Linked DNA regions of Mus musculus: region 1 is linked to region 2. A link is a contact called in public HiChIP or PLAC-seq data. All regions are on one chromosome and are shown on one strand. Each heading gives the region's core, a stretch centred on a gene start, on an enhancer-like site or on the middle of the called end of the contact. The rest is flanking DNA. Distances are from core to core; before and after follow the strand shown. Region 1 overlaps Zc3h12d (zinc finger CCCH type containing 12D). Region 2 holds the start of Lats1 (large tumor suppressor).

What was found. HiChIP or PLAC-seq counts read pairs in DNA pulled down with a chosen protein or histone mark.
Region 1: an H3K4me3 HiChIP or PLAC-seq map of the 230-238 cell line shows a contact between it and region 2, with 22 read pairs. The contact joins the enhancer-like site here to the promoter of Lats1 in region 2. A contact is called at or near these places in 1 of 39 promoter capture datasets (cranial neural crest), 1 of 484 Hi-C or Micro-C datasets (B cells), 1 of 115 datasets of contacts at active chromatin or transcription factors (the 230-238 cell line) and 2 of 9 other capture datasets (liver and pancreatic islet).

The regions. Positions count from the first base shown.
Region 1 is chr10:7,838,053-7,841,310 of GRCm38.p6, forward strand. Zc3h12d (zinc finger CCCH type containing 12D) reads left to right here. Exons shown (of 6, transcript NM_172785.3): 2 at 1,713-2,096. The coding sequence starts at 1,783. Among named protein-coding and RNA genes, the nearest start is that of Mir5104, 3.3 kb to the left of the region's middle. Within about 2 kb of position 1,714, at least 66 of the 459 cell types and tissues checked have an H3K27ac peak or open chromatin away from gene starts, as enhancers often do. A contact at or near this core is called in the 230-238 cell line, B cells, liver and 1 more, where this site is marked.
Region 2 is chr10:7,679,488-7,682,776 of GRCm38.p6, forward strand. It overlaps Lats1 (large tumor suppressor), which reads left to right and starts at 1,722. Exons shown (of 8, transcript NM_010690.1): 1 at 1,722-1,963. It also overlaps a transcript of Pcmt1 not described here.

The DNA of each region.
Region 1 (3,258 bases), core at 464-2,963, 160 kb after region 2:
GGGAGCAAACATTCTGGGGCAGCAGTAGAGGTCTCTCTGTCTAGAAGGTTGTACTTGAAACGCTCTGTGCTTGGCAGCCTCTGACTTAGTCTGTCCCGGTTCCTGCCCTGGAAGGACAGGTCTTCAGAAGCACGTGACAGCCAAGTGGGAGGCTAGCCCAGAAGCACACCTCCTGCTAAGGATTCATACAGAAGATTGGGTTGCAAAGGTGAAGAGTCCATAGCATTGGGAAGGGGGTGGGGCAGTGAAAGGAGCATGCGCAAGAATCTTCAGTAAGCAGCATCTGTAGCAGTGGAAAAACAGGAGTCGGACTAAAATTTGCGTCATTCGGCGTATGGTTAACCCTAAAGACCATCATTCATTCATTCATTCATTCATTCACCATCAAGTTTGATTCTGGGCATACAACAGCCAGATCATGGAAACTGGCGGGACAAGATGTTCAATCTGAGTTTTAAAGGACAAAGGCAAGCTGCTGACTAACGATACACACAGCTCGGCATCATGCATGCAAAAATAAGCCAGAGGCAACCCCAAGACCATATCCGTGTGTCTCTATTAAATGCAGGTGGGTGCAAAGAGAAAGCGCTGGAGTCGTGCGTAGGAGGCGCTGGAGGTGTAGAGCTTGTTTTATACCTTCTTTCTACTTCTGCGCTGTTGGGCTCCTTTATGGGGACTAGGTTTTCATGGATCATCTGTATAGTTTTACACATTTTTGAATGGTGTCAAGTTTCTGTGACTAGCAGAGAGTCCCGGAGTGCCCTGAGTATTCCATTTTCTCCCTTTGAACACAACTGTCAGGTGCAGGCTCTTCATTGTCACCTCTACACAGGAGATATGACAGGCCATGCTGAGTGTCCCCAGAGGAAGAGCCCAATATGAGTCTGGATTGTTTATTTTTAAGGTTAAGTGTAATCTGAGTCAGTCAATTGAGCTAGACTGCAGAGTTGGGTTCCCGGGTAGCCTTGCCTGTCTGGGAGGGGCCGGCCCCCTTCTGTGAGTATTCTCTTGTGGGTGAGCCAGCAGCCTATACTGCCTGCCAGGATTGCTATAACCAGGACCGATGTAGCCATTTTGGCAAGCAAGGGCTGACACAATAGAAAGCCACTGTGTTCTGGAGGCTGCAAGTTCTAGATCAAAGAGTCAACAATGTTGGTTCCTTCCCTGGTCTCACGCCCTAACCTGCTCACAACCACAGGAGTCCCTCCACCCTCCTAAGCTAATATGTGTGTGTGTCTAAAGTACCTTGTCTCTTCTTGTAGAGCATCTGTTTAGGGTGAAGGTATGTCCCCAAGGACCTGATTTGAAAGGTCTTTTTCTCCAAATACTGTGACACCCGGAGGTATTGGTGCTAACCACTTCAGTACAGAAATCTGGGTGGATGGCATCTTGCTCCTAACAGAGTCTCTAAAAAGGTTTGTCTGGTTTGGTGCCCTACTTGGCTCTTGCCACCCTGGGCCCTGGTTAACTTTCCCTGTACAGGCACACAGGAACAAAGGCATCAGAGAATACACTAAAAGTAAAAGAGGCATAATTGCATCGGTGGCTTGCCAGCCACACCAAGCAAATGAAAATCCCCAAGGGGACCTGGAGCCACATGATTTCCTGATAGATAACGCCACGAGGGAGGAGCACGCTGCGTGCCCTTCTCACCCGGTAGCCTGCCTGCCAGGCTGCTCGGCAAACACCTGACGACTGTTTTTTCATTTTAGCTCATGCCTGTGCTGTTCTGCCAGGAGGAAGCTTGGGGCAGGAGCCGGGCCAAGCAACAGCTGGCACAATATGGAGCATCGGAGCAAGATGGAATTTTTCCAGAAACTGGGCTACAGCCAGGAGGACGTGGTCAGGGTGCTGGGCAAACTGGGTGACAGTGCCTTGGTCAATGACGTGCTTCAAGAGTTGATCCAGACCGGCAGTCGCCCAAGGGCCCAGGAGGATCCAGCCAGTGGCACCGGGGTAGTGCTGATTCCCCGGGGATGCTGCGGGGTCCAAGACTCTGCCCAGCAGGGCCTGGGACCAGGCCTAGAAGAGGCTGGCGGAGATCCAGCCCGCTTCCTGCGGCCCATAGTGATCGATGGCAGCAATGTGGCTATGAGGTAGCATCTTTGGTTTCCTTCATCTTATTACTGAGCGCTGGGGCCAGAGACCTTGTTATCAGGAGTCCTGGGAAACATTTCCTCTCTGTGGTTTGGTTCAAAGAGTTTTAGGACTGATGGATGAATTTTTAAAAACTATTCTACAAATCAATAGGTTTCCTAATGGCATAGTCATACATGTATGTCACATGCTTGGCCCACACTTTCTACTACCCCTCTTGTCTCTTCTCCTTTCTTCCCACTGGTCCCCTCCCTCCTCAACAAATAGTCCCCTTATCCTTCCCTGCTATATATATATATATACACACACACACACACACACACACACACACACACACACACACAATATATAAAGTGAGATTCCATATATATGCCATCTCCGACTTTCTGAGTCTGGCTTCTATTGATTAAGATGAATCTTAAGTATTATTGTTTTCCTGCAAACGACATAATCATCATTTTTTAAAATGTATATGCCATTGTGTATACACATTACATTTCTTTTAGTCTCCAGACTAAAAAGACCCTTTAATTATTTATTAAAATCCATACATCTCTGCAGAGAAGCAATAGTAATTGTGCACATATATGGCATAATACGTATCATTGTAAGCCATTCATGGCTTTGAAAGTAGATGGGCCCCAGATCCAGGCCTGCAGGAAAAACTAAAAAGTAGATTCCCATCAGTTCTGCAGATACCTGGATTTTAACCCAAAAACTCCTCTCAGGCTTCAGAAACAAAAGCTGCTCCAGAAACAAAAGCACACTAAGACGTGGTATTGTGAGCCATCAAATGACAGCAGGTGTTAGCCTGCAGGGACCATCTGGAAGGTAACTTTCCAGTAGTTGCAGGGGGGAGGGGGTCGTAGTGAGGAACAGCTACCCAAAGTCAGGCTACTGTTCTCTATGAGCAAAGGCATGGGTATCTGGACTGACTCTATGACCCACATACCGTGAGGAGGGTTTTGGCAGAGATGGGTGTGAAAGCTGATGCTGTGCTTGGTTTAGGTTCTTCTGGGTATACATACCAGAGGCAGTACAGCTAGAGCAAATGCTAGCTCTCATTTTACTTTGTTGGGTTCCTTCTCTCTCTCTCTCTCTCTCTCTCTCTCTCTCTCTCTCTCTCTCTCTCTCCCTCTCCCTCTCTCTCTCTCTCTCCTT
Region 2 (3,289 bases), core at 472-2,971:
CAGGGCGATATGAGGTTCAGCTATTTCAAAGATGGCAAATGTTGGCTTTGCCTCTTGAAAACTACCTAGATCATATGCCAAGATTCCCCAGCTTTTCAATGCATCCTTCAATGCATTTATTTCCAAAAACAAATGTTTTCACATCAATGCTTGTGAACAATATACATTCTAGATAGTTTTCTAACATCTAAAAAAGAATGACCTAATATAAAAAGTGTCCCAAAGGTAATTCTGATTTTTAAAAGTTGGAAGTATTACACAATAACTGCATCTCATCATTGCAAAGTTGGTAATGCTGGTGCTCTCCCAGACTTAGCTCCAGGTTGGAGGCCTGAGTTTAGGCCCTGGCCTGGCCTGGCCTCCGCTCCTCTGCTTCTTTCCCAAGGGTCTTTTCACTGCACCCTGGCTTGTGCGGTGACTTAGCCCTCTCAAGAAGCAGCTCCAGCTCTCTGTGCTTAAAATATTTTTAATGGTTCAAATTAGCAGACATAGTCCATTGAATTACACGTCTTAAAATTGTACCTACCTACCAAAGCACAAGGTAGGGACCTTGATTTGTAGGACGATCCCAACAGCATAGTGGGGCTGAAGCCACATTAGGGATTTTTACTATGACGACAGAGCTAAAGCAGTGGCAGCGACTACATTAAAATATTCCCTTGTCATCTAAATTTGACCATCTGAGGTTTTCATAGTTGAACTTTTGGATACAGTACCTCAGAAAAAAGCAGAACTGGGCTTCATGGAGCAGGCTTGTTATCTCAGCTACCTTTAAGACTGAGGCTGAAGGATCACAAGTTCAAAGCCAGTCCGGATAACAGTGAGGCCCAGTCTCAATGAAAACTATAAAATGTTCTGAGGATATAGCTCAGTGGTAGAGCACTGGCATAGCATGGTTCAATTCCTGGTTACACTGGGATGTCAACGTTTTTACTTTTTTGGTCTAACACAAAATAGAGTATCTGAAAAAAAAAATAATTGCATGTATTACCTACCAGCAAAACTGGGGACTGTGTTCATATTTACAGGTGATAGACAGCCCAGTGTTGGTTGGCACCATTTAGATTCTCAGCACTAGGAAAGGTGGAGTGGGGTAGGAGAATGGGAGTTTTGGCACACACGCTGCGGCCTAGAGATCCTCTACGTGGACCTAATCCCCCGCAAAAGAGAACAATGCATTAAAAGACCAAAGTCAGTGATGCATCCCGAACAGCAGATTCAATTTCAAGAGAAACAGAACTTCTGACAGCGGCCCCGTTACTCGTTATGGCTACAATGACCTCTCCTGCAGATCCGCTGGACCGAACTCTGCAAATCCACAGGTCCAGTTTCAAGAACACTCCATCTGGCTAGTTCCAAAACCACATTCGCTCCCAGCTCTGGAAGACTCGAGTTTTATTCAAGCTCTAGACATCTTGCCTCGTGACGTCCGCGGTCTCGGAGCGCCGTTCACCGCCCTTTCCTGGTGCGACCCACGCTCGCCGCGACGCGCCCGCGTCTCCGTGCGGAGCCAGAACGTGGTGGTACAGACTCCACTCTCTGGGCCACACTCACCCCGGCTCGGGGAAGCGGGCGAGCGAGTCTCGGTCGGGAGGCCACAAACGGAGCGCTAGCTCCGGGGCCCAGCGGGGCGGCCTGAAGCCCCCAGTCCTCGGCCCCCGCGCAAGCGACGCCGGGAAATGCCCACATCCGGGAAACCCGCGGCGGACGGCGGCGGCGGCGACACGGAGTGGAAGGCAAAATGGCGGCGGCAGCGATGGCCTGGTGCTGAGGGGAGAGCCAGGTCCTCGCGACCCCGCGTCGGGCCGCGCTGGCCGGCCGCAGCCCCCCGGCGTGTGTCCCCGCCCTGCCCCATCCCGAACCCGGAGCGACGCTAGGGGCCCTGGGGGACGGGCTCCGGGCCGCCGCGGCGCCGGCCCTCGGGCCCGCAGCGGCTGTCCAGAAGCCTCACCGTCCCCTGCAGGTAGGTCCGGAGCCGGCGCCGCGGGTGGGGCTCGCGCTCCTCGGGAGTCCCTGTCGGCGGGGCGGTGGCCGGCCGGGCCCACGCCCATCCCCGCTGGCGGGGGTCCAGGGGCCGCGGTGGCCAGGCGGGCTGAGCCGGCCGGGTCTGGGCCTGACTGGGGCTGATTGCGCTGACCGGAGCCGAGCCCTGCCCTGGGGAAGCGGAGGTTGGCCGCACCCGGCGCCGCAGGGAGAGCCCGGGGGCACTGAGGCCTCCGAGGTGCGAGCTGGCCTGGGAAGAGCGGGCGGGGGCTCGGGACGACAGCCACCCCTCCCCGCTTTAGAGGGGAGAGGAGCGAAAGGTGGTTTTTTTCACGCAAGGTTGCACCAAACCGGCCTCACTTCTTTGGCCTCGCAGCGGGCCTCCCGTCGGGGTCCACCTTTGAAGCAGTCCTGGGAACCTCTCCAGCTCGCTGCAATTTGTTAGCTCACCGCTTAGTGGCAGGGGGTGGGAGAGACGTGTCACTTGTTCGGGTGCTTTTTAAGTACTGGAAAACGAAGGAAAGACAGTAAGGGAAGATTGTTTATTGTACCTGGGGAAAAAAGTCGAAGCGAAGGAAAGAATAACTCTCCGATGACTTATCCCAATTCTCCCACTAATGCAGTTGGAAAATCACTTTTCTAAGGGAACGAGGTTAAAATATTTGTCTCCATTTGTAAATATGACTTTTTAAAATATGTGTATTCACTAGAAGTTACAAGTCAGATGAGCAGTAAGTACAGTCTCACACAATATGGTATCACTCAAGGTTTGGAAATTAGCCCAAATGCCTGGCATGAAGGTTGTCAGAAGTTTATGGATTATTTATTGAAGGTTATTATACTTTTCTTAAGACAGGGTCTCACAATGTATTCCTTAGCCTGGGACTCAATATGTAGACCATGCTGACCTGGAACTCAAAAAGATCTGCCCGCCTCTGGGGTTGGGCTGTGAGCCACCATGCCCCGCTAATGTTAAGGTTTTTAGTCCTTTAAAATCAAATTTTCTCCATGAGGTATGACTCTCTTCTAAGATATCTTTAGTTTTTATTACCTTAACTAAAGTTTTCTCTTACCTAGTGAGTAGTCAGGTAGGTAATATGGTTGAGGTGATTCTCCAAGGCAGGCAGGCAGGCAGACAGGCAGGCAGGCGAGGAATCTGTGTTTCTCTTATAGGCTGTTATTGCAATAAACTAGATAGTGGCACAGGCTGGAAAAGGCGCTCTCTTTCTGTGCCTGATTATTGATTATGACTTGAGACTCTTCACAGAAGTCTTTTTTTTCTCCTAAACTGTGTGTATGATATTTG